Linked DNA regions of Zea mays: region 2 is linked to region 1. Evidence: chromatin contacts called from public Hi-C data. All regions are on one chromosome and are shown on one strand. The core of a region is the stretch at or near the end of the contact, and the rest is flanking DNA. Distances in the headings are between cores, read along the strand shown. Region 1 holds the start of LOC100192048 (R3H domain protein). Region 2 holds the start of LOC732834 (terpene synthase8).

What was found. A called contact is a pair of places that touch in the nucleus more often than the background predicts.
Region 2: a Hi-C map of ear shows a contact between it and region 1, with 2.8 times the contacts expected there. The contact joins the promoter of LOC732834 here to the promoter of LOC100192048 in region 1. A contact is called at or near these places in 3 of 25 Hi-C or Micro-C datasets (ear, endosperm and tassel).

Annotation. Positions count from the first base shown.
Region 1 is chr1:60,932,142-60,938,724 of Zm-B73-REFERENCE-NAM-5.0, forward strand. It overlaps LOC100192048 (R3H domain protein), which reads right to left and starts at 3,184. Exons shown (of 5, transcript NM_001137471.2): 1 at 2,734-3,184; 2 at 2,581-2,652; 3 at 1,954-2,039; 4 at 1,404-1,478; 5 at 66-1,236. The coding sequence starts at 2,966. The coding sequence ends at 716.
Region 2 is chr1:61,133,184-61,139,975 of Zm-B73-REFERENCE-NAM-5.0, forward strand. It overlaps LOC732834 (terpene synthase8), which reads left to right and starts at 4,568. Exons shown (of 7, transcript NM_001112442.1): 1 at 4,568-4,627. The coding sequence starts at 4,568.

The DNA of each region.
Region 1 (6,583 bases), core at 1,934-4,433:
AAGTTGTCTATGAACAGATAAACAGGAGCCTGTTTTAGTTAGTACATCAGGTTCACATGATAATTGAAATGGACTAAACCTTAAAATTAATCCAATCCAAAATAAGAAAAAGAAAGGATCAATTAAATGCCTTCAACCTACCCGCAGCTTAAGTTTCTATAGCTAGAGACAGACAGCTACAAAATTCGTGAGGCTGGAGCTCTAATTAACACTTATTAAAAGCCTCATGCTTACGTAAGCATGGAAAGCCTCATGTCTACAGTATAAAAAGTGTTTTAAACGCCTGTATACAAGTTTTGCTGGAGACAGCCTAACAACATGCTAGAGTAAACATATGCAGCATTGCAGCAACCTAGAGCATGTGAAGGATCATTTTGCTTCCACTCTGGTGAAGAACATCCACTTGGCTTGGCATGCCATGTCCATGCGTATCCAGCATTCCAGCAAGCTCTCTCACCGACTGAGGTTGCGTTTCGAACCAGGGCTACCAGATCCTCTCTGGGTCCCAACAATTAACATCCAACCAACAAACCCTTTCATCTACTAGCACATCACAAAAAACGTGTTTCGCAGAGGTAGATCAGTAGATGGCACCAACCATTGCAGGCTCATTCCATTCCCATGGCTCACATATGATAGGACATGAAGCTCAGTCGGACCTTGCATCGGCAACAGCCAACCTTCTTCACTTATCCGCGTTCTCGACTCCAGATCTTTACTTCGGTTTGGGCAGCGTACCACAACTTCCTCGAGCTGCAGACAGCCCCAGTGCATGCGCAAACATTCTCTTAGCTGCTCCAGTCTGCTCTTTCTTCAAGCTTTCAGCAGTAACAGCTCTAGTATTAGTTGCGTGGCACCTTTGGCTTGGTGGAGTTTGATACGAGTTACTACCAGCTGAGCTTGGCATCCCCATTAGAACTGCTTCTATGTTATCTGGTGTAACTGGGCAGAAGTTGTTCCTGCTATGTGTCGGAATAGTTTTCCCATTCGACAGTTGTTTCCCTTTGCTTTCTTTGGAGGCGGCTGTCTCTGTGGTATTTTGAACCTTTTGACCGAGTGCATGGGCAATCATCCGTTTTGCAACGACAGGAACCTGTCTACATTTCACATATGATCTATCATTTCCCTTGGCACCATCCCCAGAGAAGATTCGTTCACGAGCAGCTCGATAAGCAGCTTCCCTCTCCTTCAATGACGCCGCTGGAAGTACTGCTGGCTGCTTCAGAGGTTTCAAGTCTGAAAGATAAGGGCTAAATGGTTACTGGTTGTATTTTTCATTTTCTTTAAACCCGTGTGTTTCTATGTAAATTTAGATGTTGAGATCTATGCTAATAATGTTTACTAAGTTCCTATTTGTAACCACAAGGCTTGTGGCTGAAAGACGGAGTTCATATCCTGCATACCTGTATTATCTTTCAGATGTGAGTTTTTAACAGAAACATCTTTGACAACATCTGCCTTCTGAGGTTTTTGAAAATCTGATAGAAGAATCACAACTTGTTACACAGGAGTGAGTACATGTCTACATGGGACCTTACAGCAATATGCATAATAGTGGTTATAATAACATTACAACGCGATGATGTATTCAGAGTTTTTTTTGGGGCAACAATAGCTAGGCATCAAAACAAGTATGTCCTGTGAAGTATCAACATATGTCCATACAAACAATGAAAAACACACATGTTGCAAATGAACCAGATAATAACAGATGTATTGGCTAACCACCCATGTAAACCCTGCAAGAACATGGGTGTAGATTTATTCCGACAACCAGTTTTTTTACATCTCCTATTGCCAAATCTTGCTTGCAAATTGCAAAGATATGGCTTCTCTACAGCTCCTTATAGGTAGATTATGACACTAAGTCCAAATACTAGATGCACTATGCACATGATATGGCAGATAAAATACCCCTCTTTTATTATACAAATGGGCAGAAAAGTGACTCACCTATATCATTTCTGGTTAGCACAACGGACGCCAAATCGTCACTGTTATCAAACTTCCATATCATATCACTAACAAGGACAGATGGGCTGCAACAAACGAGATGACTAATTCAACCTAACGGGAAAACACAACAGCTACGTATTTACTCAATCAATAAGATATAGCATAGCTTTTGAGATAAATATAATGTAGAAAGAACAGAGCAGGTGAGAGCAGCAACAAAAGGTACATCAAACATGAAGAAAGCAACATGTAAGATGCTAAGGATACATGGTGCAGTTGAAGCTCACAATAGTATGGTACCCAAAAGAACATGCATAGATCCAAATTATAGAACACAAAATGAGTTAGGGTGCAACTGGTACTACAGCGGATTACATATATTGAAACACTATTAGAAAGTTGTGTCTTGAGTGTTTAACTGAATTGGCTGTAACTTTGTTTCTCCTGCATTCATGCAAGCATCAAATGCTGGTTGAAAGATATACTTGAAACATACTAATATTGTGGTACAGTGGGGATTCTGATCTAATGTTAGAACATAATCTAGAGAACAGAAAAGCAAAGGCATAGAGATGACAGGCAACAAGTCAAGAGATTTTACTGGAAGCAAGCTTGGCAACATACATGGCTGTTTCAGGGCAGCACTGGAGGACTAAATGTCGATCCTCGCCTTCACCAACCGATTCATGAGCGAACCTAGGTAGAAGCAGGCAAATTAGCTGTTAGGCACAGCACACACACACACAGCATCACCCCAATTGAAGCTAGCAGGTGTACCCATAGATTTCAGCAAGGCGATGCAAGAGAAGGCGGTGGTAGGCCCCAGCAGGCTGAAGCTCTATCGTATCCGCCGCATCGTCGTCCTCTTCACGGTCGCCGTCGCGGCAGTGCAGCTGCTGGAGGGCTGCGATGAGGGCTTCCTCGGTGGAGAGGATCAGGTGCTTGCTGTGCAGGTTGTCCTTGATGAGCGAGGCCAGCTCCTCAACCATGGCGAACTGAGTGGTAGTCATCTCCGGAATTGGATTGCTGGTGGAAGCAGCGACCCAATCCAATCTGCCAGGAGTCGAAGCGCGGAAGTGCTGCTGAGGAAAGCCTAGCGACTAGCGTAGCGGGATTTTTGCAACAACCGCAATCAGGGAGGCGGGATTTTTGCAACAACTGCCTGGACGAGAAGGGGATTCGGAGGAAAGCCCTGGGCTGAAGCAAGTATCGTTAGGCTAGGGCTTGGACGCCGTTGGTGGGACAAATGCTTATTCTGGGTACCATATATCTTCGTTCGCTAAAATATTTTAATGAGAAATTGTCAATAGCTAAAAATACCTCACAATACATATGCTTCTTGCTTGATTACCTCACTGTCATTTATTTAGCACTACCGTACCTAGCGGTGAGAAAAGAGCTGCCGTTCTTGCGATAGCAGGGATGGGTGGCGGCGGCGTGCACAACGATTGGGATGTGGGAAGGGGCAGCAATAGGGAGGGGCGGCGGTGACGCCCCTGTGGACTGTGGTGATGGACGATGACGACGCTGTCAACGATTAAGGGCTTGATTGGCTAATCTTGGATTGAGGTGGATTGAAGTGGTATAAGGTGTATTGAAGTGTAATATGAACTAATTTCTCTTTCTTGCCTGAAGGGAAGGGGAAGCGACAGGGATGATGTGTACGTGATGTTGTAAAGGCAAACTGCATTTACTGAATTAGTTTACGAGAAGTGTTTAATAGGGGTAAAATCTAACACTTTAAAGCCTAGTTTTAATACTCTATTATTTACCTTAATCCATATGTATTGATCTGGATTATGGTGTAACTTAGTTTAATAGAATTGGACTTATAGTGGAGTAATCTAGCTAGAGACACATGTATTGTGGGGTATTTTAGATATTGGCAATATCAGTGAGGTATTTTGGTGAGCGGCCATGTATAGGGACCCAAATAAGCAAATTTGGTTAGTGGGGGAGCCGCTAGATAGGCCATGTGTTATGTGTATCCGTACATGCACGGAGTCAAAACTCTCCATTTGGAACTGGAATTGGATCTGAGTGGCGTACAAACTCCAGAGGTGTGGAGGCGGAGGATCGGTCGGTTAGTCTCAAAGGGAACTGTTGAAGCGGGTGCGGTTAGAGCGTCACACAAAATATATTGTTTTTAGTAGATCATATAAACGGTCGCACATCAGTAAAGCGTGCGCGCACGACGCACGAATATTGAGACATGTGTCCCACTGAAGCAGCTAGCATTTGCACAACCACATGAACTCGCTAATATCCACGATGCCACGGGATGACGTGAACTTTGTGTCCGCATGCGCGATCTATTGAATGCATGAATAATATGATTTTGTTACTCATTTTTCACATCCATAGTCGCATCCACGATGCTGTGAGATGACGTGCATTTTTGTGTGATCGTATGCGCGATCTGTTGGAAGCATAAATAATATGATTTTGTTACTTATTTTTCACATCCACAGTCACATCCACAACTTGTTGGAGATAGCCTCAGTCCTTTCGGACTCTCCGTTCTCCTCTCTCCCACTTTGTATTAAACTAAAGGTTAGACGAGTTGGGTTGCGAATACTTTTGAGCTAGGAAATACGATAAGGGTCGTTCTATTCTATTTTAAAGTTATACATTAGCTCCATAAACTTAGCTTATGCCAAAATACATGGGGACCATTTTTTTTTTCAAAACTTATCAAGAAGTACTTGAAAACTCAAAATTTGTAACTGACTTGTAAAGTTGTGAGACTAATATCTGCCATAATATGATATTTATTCTACTCTCTTTCTGTACCATTCTACTCCCCTTGCACAACATTCTCTTTCACCTCTTTCTCGTATGCAACAGTGTCATTGATGAGGAAGTCCTCCTAAACCATCAAGTGGAACCTGTGGCATGGTGAGAGCACCTAGAGGGGGTGAATAGGTGATCCTATAAAAATCAAGTCTAAACAACACAAACTTGGTTTATAATAAACGTTAGTGAGATCAAAACCAAGGTGCTATGGATAGAGAGGAGAGAACTCTTCACTTGATTGTTCATTTATAATATGTATTAAACTTAGGAACAATAGCGCAAGTGAATATATGAGAACTCTATGGAAGAAAACAATCACAGAAAATGATGCACAAGTGACATGGTGATTTTATCCCGTGGTTCGGCCAATGCCTACTCCACCTGGTGAACTCCTTCGGTCAAGGATTGCACTCAATCCCTCTCAACTGATCCAATGGTCAAGCTTGAGTACCACAATTTTCTTCCCTTTTATCAAGTGTTCCCTCTATGGGGAATCTCCACAAGTTTGAGCCTCTCACCCTTACAAGATTGATCACAAGAACCACAAGAGTAAGGGAGGGAATAGAAACACACACGAGAACTAGAGTCGTAGCAACAATACACACATAAGTCAAGAGTTGAGCACAAAAAACAACGCAGCGGAGCCACAGCTCAAAGAAGTGCTCAAATATCAAGCGCAATGAACCAAATGCGTGCTTGCGGAGTCTAGGCGTCGTAGGATGTTCAATGGAGGCTTGGTGTACTGCTCCATGTGCCTAGGGGTCCCTTTTATAGCCCTAAGGGAGCTAGGAGCCGTTGGAGCTCCATTTGGAAGGCCCTGGTTGCCTTCTGTCTACGGGTGCATCGGACTGTCAGGTGCACACCGGACAGTGAACAGTACACGCGCTGGGCATGGCAGAGAATCCCCTGATTGGTTGGTTTCCGCTTCTGGGGACACCAGACTATCCGATGCGGGACACCGGACTATCTGGTGTGCCTGTTGACCGTTGGTCTGGTGTTGACGTGGCCACTAGTCGTTGACCGCTGGCTCACCGGACTGTCTGGTGCCTCGTGCGAATGGTTCGGTGAATTATAGCCAACACATGCAAGAATTCTCGAGAGCGCCCAGTTGACCGGACCTTGCACCAGACTATCCGGTGGGTGGCACCAGACCGTCTGGTGCTGCGCAGTCCAGCACCTTTTCTATGTTTCTTCCTTTTGTCTTCCTTTGTTTCTTTTGGACTTCACTTAGCTGAGTCCCTGGTACTTAGACAAACATGATTAGCACACAAATCAATTGACTCAGTGTCCAGAGCATACCTTTTTGCTTGATCCATCTAGATTTGCACTAAGTCCTCTTCCAAGCTCATTTTGCCTCGAACACTTTTGCTCAACATCATGTTAGTTCAAACATATTGTGTTGTGTATCTAATCACCGAAACACTATAGAAATGGCCCAAGGGCACATTTCCCTTTCACATGGGAAGATGACACATGGTTCTTTGTTAGCCTAAGAGGCCCTCGATGCCTATCCAAAGGTCTTGCATCGTCTATTCAGATTCTATGGCAAAATCGAGGATGTCATAATTATGCTCAAGTAGATCCAACTATGCACATTGAGGCCATATGGGATCATAACCGTGAAGGGAAAGGCTATCGATATGATGGAGAAGCCTGAATTTGGTGCACATGGATAAGAATGATAACCACTTGTAGTAGTTGGGATATTGGAACTCCAAGATGATCAGTTCATGTGTCTTGCCATTGACAAGTGCCTGTTATTGGTGGGGGCACCTCTGTGCCATTGTCAAGCTCTTAAGGTGGTCATGTCAAAGTCCACATAGTTGGTGCC
Region 2 (6,792 bases), core at 3,318-5,817, 200 kb after region 1:
TGTTGGATATTTATGTTTGTGATGATATCTGTGATATATGTGATGTATATGTGGTATCTTTTGTTTGTTTGGATGGAATATAAAAAACAAATAAAAAAAGGTGTATACTGGTCACTTTGCCGAGTGTAACACTCGGCAAAGAGGTGCTTTGCCGAGTGTCAGGGTCATAACACTCGGCAAAGAACCAAGACCTGGACACCGGTATAGGTTCTTTGTCGAGTGTAATGTCTATGGCACTCGGCAAAGAAGCACGCTTTGTCGAGTGACATGCCAAGCATTCGGCAAAGTACCTGACATGGGGACCCCCTCTGGCGGATTATTTGCCGAGTGCTGTCAGGCCGACACTCGGCAAAGGTAACTCCTTTGCCGAGTGTCGCCTGAGACACTCGGCAAAGACTCCGTCTCCGTCACCCCGTCGCCGTAACGGCTGCTTTTCTTTGTCGAGTGCTCTCTGGCACTCGACAAACCACTTTGTCGAGTGCCCGAGAAAAAGTACTCGGCAAAGACGGCTTTGCCGATGCACTGTATGCCGAGCCCTGTTTTCCGAGTGCGACACTCGGCAAAGCCTTTGCCGAGTGTTTTTAAGGCTTTACCGAGTGCTTCAGGCACTCGACAAAGCCGGCGATTCCGGTAGTGCCTCAATCTACCTCAAACCGAACTAGGCCTAAGAATGCCCTAGGTTCCGACTAGGTGAGAGGTGGATTGCATTGATCATCTCGTTGGCAATGCAATGATAATTGGTGGGTGTACTTCGTTGATTGATTTCCTTTGGGGCCCTGAGCACTCGTGTCGTATTGTAGCTAGCTGTCGTCTAAATGACATCGATCGTTGGCATATTAATGGATGTACATTAGTTGAATTCTTTGGCCCTTAGCAAGCACTCGTGTCGCATTGGGGTGTTCATCTAGACTCCAGAACGATGGACGAGCTTTTCACTGCCATCCGAACCACCTAGGATGGGAGGTGAACTGATCGTCTGATTATAAACCTTAAACCCAAGACTCAAATGAACCTATCACTAATAAAAATCGTAGTTCTAACACGAATCGTTGTGCACCTAAGATTTTTATAATACACGCCCTCTCACTTGCTCTTTTCTTCATTTATGCATTTCGTGGGATGGTGGGAATAACTGTTTGCTTACACATAATTTGAATCACGGGCCTACTTAATTTTCTACTCACGCACATGTTAAACATGTTAGACCGCCCACCATTAACTAATCATGCATGTTTGTCATTCGATCTACTGAAACTGAGTTGGAGGCCTAGATGACCACCGTTTATACCATCATCATGTTTTTACGTGTAATGACTACAGTCTTTTTTTCATTTTAGCCCTTTTTCAATGATTTTTCTAAAATACGTTTTTTAATCCAGAAAATGGACTCTTTTCTCAGTGCCATCGTCATTAATGCTGAGGTTACACGTCTCAACGTTAATATAGATGGCGTCGAGATCTCGCTCTCACATGTTGATCTGGCACGTGGCATGGGTCAGCTGGCACGTGGCATGGGTCAGCTCCGTGATTATTGGCGTCGATCTCCTTTTATCCGCGCGCTTCATATGGAAGCAGACAATAAGCCTCTGTCGCGCGTTGTGTGTGTCTATATATACAGTTTATATATTTGGAGCTATCGGCTTTCAATAACTAGAGAATCTCTGGCTCAACGGTGTCATCCGGTTCAACCGTACCAGGTTCGTGCGGCTATAAAAACACCCCCAGACCGTCAGGGATTAGAGTTTAGCAGCGGCGGTGGTTCCCTCAGGTGTGCGAACGGCGGCAATCCTAGGGGCCAGCGGCGGTAGCGCCTCGAGGCGAGCGACCAGCGGCGGCGCTCCCCCAGGATCGAGCGACGGTGACGCTCTCGAGGCGGGAGGGCAAGCGCCGACGGCGCTCACAAAGCGGACGAGCGGTGGCGGCCCACCCTAGGCCTGACGGCGACGGCGGTTGCGCGAGGCGAGGTAGGCTTCGGCAGCGACAGTGGTGGCCACCGTCGAGCGCCTGGTGCACAGCGAGCTGCTGTCACTGATGGAGGCACTGAGCGAGCGAGGGCCAGGAGCGCGACGATGGTGGACCTGCAAGGACATGCTGCTCCACTTCGCGTTCGACAATATCCGCGAGCGACGGTGGATCCCAGATGCGCGTGTGGCGTCAGTGGCTCCCCTAGACGCAAGCGATAACCTTGTTTTTATGATATTTTGTTTACATATTTATTTTAACATCAATAGGTTTTTACGATATATATTTCAGTTCATGACTCTACTTCCATCTATTGTATGTTTATGATATTTCTATTCACATTTTACGTAAATCATTTATTGATTTTATGCACTATCTCGTTACTTAATCCAGTGTGTATTGGGTTCCTACCATTTACGTCATATGTATAAGATATTTATGACACACATTTACACAACGAAATAGAAATTTAGAAAAAGGTAACCGCTCTAAGAAATGAGGTCATTTGCCACGATTCCATAAATCTCGTGTATGCCAATCCATTTCGTTTCAACACACATTCTTGACATCCTAAATTTGTGCGCATGCAGCAGTAAACAGATTTTTTACGCGGTGTATCACACTACATAAATATCTATATCATGTAATATAATTAGTATCAATATTTGTTATAAACTGGTTCCAACGAGCCTAGTTGCATGACTGTTGTAGATATCTTATTTTTATGGACGAAATAAATCATTTAAATCAGATTTTTTGTTTCCATGCATGCCAATCCATTTCCTTTCAACGCACATTCTTGTCATCCTAAATTTGTGCACATACAGCAGGAAACAGTTTTTTACGCGGTGTACCTCACTGCATAAATATGGTTAGTCGTGTTTTTGAGGACCTTCGGAGGAAGAAGGCCTCCAACAAATATATATTGTATATTACGAGTCCTAAGCTTTCAATAGCTAAGGGAAGCTCTCGCCAATGCTTTTATCCTGTTCAGCCACACCAGAGCCAAGGCATCTATAAAAAGAGCCCTAGGCCGCTAGGGATCAGATTTTTAGCGGCGCCTGTGGTGACGCCCTCCCTCCCCCTCGATGCACGAGCGACGACGCATCCCTCTTGAGGCACGCGCGGCGGCAGCGATCCTAGAGGATCTTCAAGCGGTGGTGGCAACGACGATCGGTCGGGGCAGCCCGCCGAGGCTCGAGCGGCGGACGCGCAAGACGTGTGGTGCGAGCGAAGGTGACAGTTGTGTAGGAGCGAGCGGTGGTGGTCGCGCGTGACATCCTCTGATCGAGCTTGGCTTGGGCATCCTCTGGCGACGACCTCCTCCAATCTAGTGGCCTCGATGGCATCCTCCGATGACGACCTCCTTTGATCCATGTTTAGACTTTCAATGATTGTGTTTATACCTACTCTATTTATGCATTCTGTTGTGGGTTTTATGATGATGATTGCTACATCTTTCTGAATTAAAAAGCTTACAACAAAAACAAAACACTCTATCAACATGTTTTGAATAAACCAACCATTTTCTATCATGAACTTCTCCATTCCTCATCTTTCTAGAGTAATGAGTATATGAAAAATGTCTACCATTAGAATCCAAAGGAAATACAATATTTTCTTCTCTTATAGGCCCCTTCCCAACCAATATATCCCTCGACTTGTTATCAAGATTACCCCAATTCCTTGGGTCATAGATATCCTCAGTAGGAACCGACTGTTCATCAAAGCTATCATTTTCTATATGAGATGAATCAAATATTGGATCATGGCCAGTCACATCATTACCATTTGTGTTGATGTCAACATTTTCTTCAAATGTAGGGTCATGATCTTCTTCGTTGGTATTTGGTTGTTCCGCCACAACAACTATAGCCAAATTTGGTTGATCTTCATTACTTGAAGTTCTTGTATTAGTGCGAACAAATTTATCCATGGCACCTCTTTGTGATTCTATAAATTCCTCTACTTCTTTCCTTCTCTTCCTTTTCTTACTACCAGATGGATGCTTTCTAGGCGCCATGGTTGTAATCTGAATATTAAAATATAATTATATAAATAGATGAGAACTAACAAACTTTACTTCCAAACTGTACCAATTAGGAGATAAATAAACTAACAAACCATACTTGAGAACAGCTGCAATGGATGCACGCATGTTGGCTCTTGGCTGGTTGCTGATCCGCTGATGGCGTGAATCGTGATGGCTGATGGGATTAGTGTCTGCTGCGGGCCTAAGGCTCCAAGCAGATAGACAGGGGTACCGCTGTACCGGGTACAGCCGTACAAGGAAATGGAATTGGAAACCGCTCGGTGCTGTGCTCACAGGGAAATGGAATTGGGAACGTCAATCACGCGCGGCAGGTTGCGCGTCGTCAAGATTGTTGCGCGCCTTTCAATCGGCTCCTGTGGCTAAGGACGACATGTGGTTTTCCTGTGAATCACATGTCTCCTAACCCCATTATTTGCTGATCTGTAGTTAGGCGAGAGCCACAGGACAGCAGCTATAAATATGTGCATTGTAGTGGCCACATACCCCGCGCACTTGGGTCACAACAGCTCACGCTACTCAGCTCGATTTCATATAGAGGCGCTGACGACAGCCATGGCGCCGAAGACTGTGTGGGGGTATTTCTTCATCGATTATATCCCAGAACCATTACAGGCATGTTCATATATCATCTTCCTAAGTCGTTGGCTTAGTCTTCAATGTATCGTTCGTATATAGCTAATAAGCAACGTTTATCTGCATGTACTATTGTTTCAACTAGAAAGGCCCATATAATGAAAATGTGTTTCATGATGTTGGTTAACTTCATCCTTATATTATTAACCCATGCATGCATATTTATAACGCTAGTGGATCAATCAGAGCGCTCTCACACATAGGATAACATCTTAGCCAATATAAACACTAATTGTCGTTCACATATGTACATTTGTACATCTGGTGCATTTCTAACACAACGGGCATATAATAATACTTGGTAGAACTTGTAGTTATGATATTTATCAGTTACTAATCTACATGCTTTGCCATGTTTATATGGAACTTTTGTGTGTCTTCATTTGATATCTTGGTCCAAGGCTTAATAGAGTACCCATGCATCAACAAGGTGTTTGTCTCGAAGGAACCTCTGGGTTAAGTGAGCTTAGGCTAGAGCAATTTTGGGATCGGTGACCGATCCAAAAGTCTTTTCGGGTGCGCATGAGTAGGGACAAAGTGCATACAAAAGACTTGTGTTGATCTGTAAGTATGGTCTATGATTTTAGAGTATTGCCAGGAATAAGTACTGCTGATTCGAAAGTGAACGGCACTTCAGTATGCGTTTAGTTGAAACCTTGCTCTAAACTGGAGAAATGATAATGGCAAAATTGCCAATGGCTCCTCTAAACTGTGGTGTTGCAGCTTGTTGCAGTCCATTTCTTATAGTTTTTTATTTTCAATATAACGAAATGGACTGACAGCAGTCCCTAAATTTGTGAGGTGGTGTTATCTTGATTCTAAGCCTTCATTTTGTATATCTGAATCCCCAAACTTGCTCTTTGTCTTATCACTAATCCTCCCTCTCCTCTCTCTCTCCCGTGCTATCCGTCATCCCTCACCCATCGCCGGTGCGCCCGTCGTTGTCCCTCACATCCATGCCATCCACACCGACCACCACCACTATAGGGAAATAATGGTAGATGATAGCGGATTGGCAGGACAGGACAAGCCGCGCGCACAGGGCCAAGCGTGTCCCTAGTCGTCCAATGCTAAGGCCACCGCCTAGACTATTGTCATTAATTCATTATCCTTTGTCCATGACGTTGTTCAACAGGCCTCTTTTCCTTTTCCTCTTCACACGCTGTGACCCCCTTCTACCGACACAATATAGAACCGGTGGTGGTGCAGTAACTATTAGGGTATGTACCACCCGAGACTCTGATTTAGTTTTTAAAATACCAGAGACAACTAAGAGACTGTATAATATAATTTTAAAACTTTAGATAATAAATACAGCTAAAAGATAACATGTATAGGGAGTCATGAAAAGACGTCTCTTGTTTTTTTTTCACTTAGCCTCTTAAAGACCGCTCAAGAGACTGTATATTAAATGGAGTTGCACATGCCCTTAGAGCATCTCCAAAAGCTCCCCAGAGGTCTCCCTAAATCAAGTTTTTTTGGAAAAAACACAAAAAGTGTCTCCAACAGTTAACCTAAAGTGCTCCCAACTTTTTCATAGTCATTAAAACTCCCTCATTTGTAGTTACAAATGGGGTTTTTTTGGGTCCACATAAACAATCTGCCACAAGAGATCTGTTGGAGAAAGAATTAAAATCTACCCCCACTAATTTTTTTAGATAACCCTTAAAACTGATTTTCAGGAGTCATTTTCTCGGGAGCTCTTGGAGATGCTCTTATGCGGCTATCCATACTTATCTTACTCTAAATTCCTACTCTAAAAAGAATATTTTATCTTATTTATCAATATTTTGTTCACAACTACTCTATATCTCAATCATATACAAACTACCAGATTTTTTATCCATATATATCAAACACATCGGGCCCCATCATCCAACTCCTTCCCACCAACATGATTGCACAATAGAGTAGGAGAGAATAAACTCTGTAAATAAGGTTTCTCTTGCACACTTTAAATTTAGAGTGCCAAGTAAGATATGTGGTTGTAGCAATTTTTTACTGCATGCATAGTGTGCACTGCGACCAGCCATTCACGCGACTCACGAGGCCAAGCTACACCCATCGCGACTTTTTATACTAGTATCGCCATGCTACCAACATCCACATATGGGTGCTTGACACCACGTCATGCATGCCATATA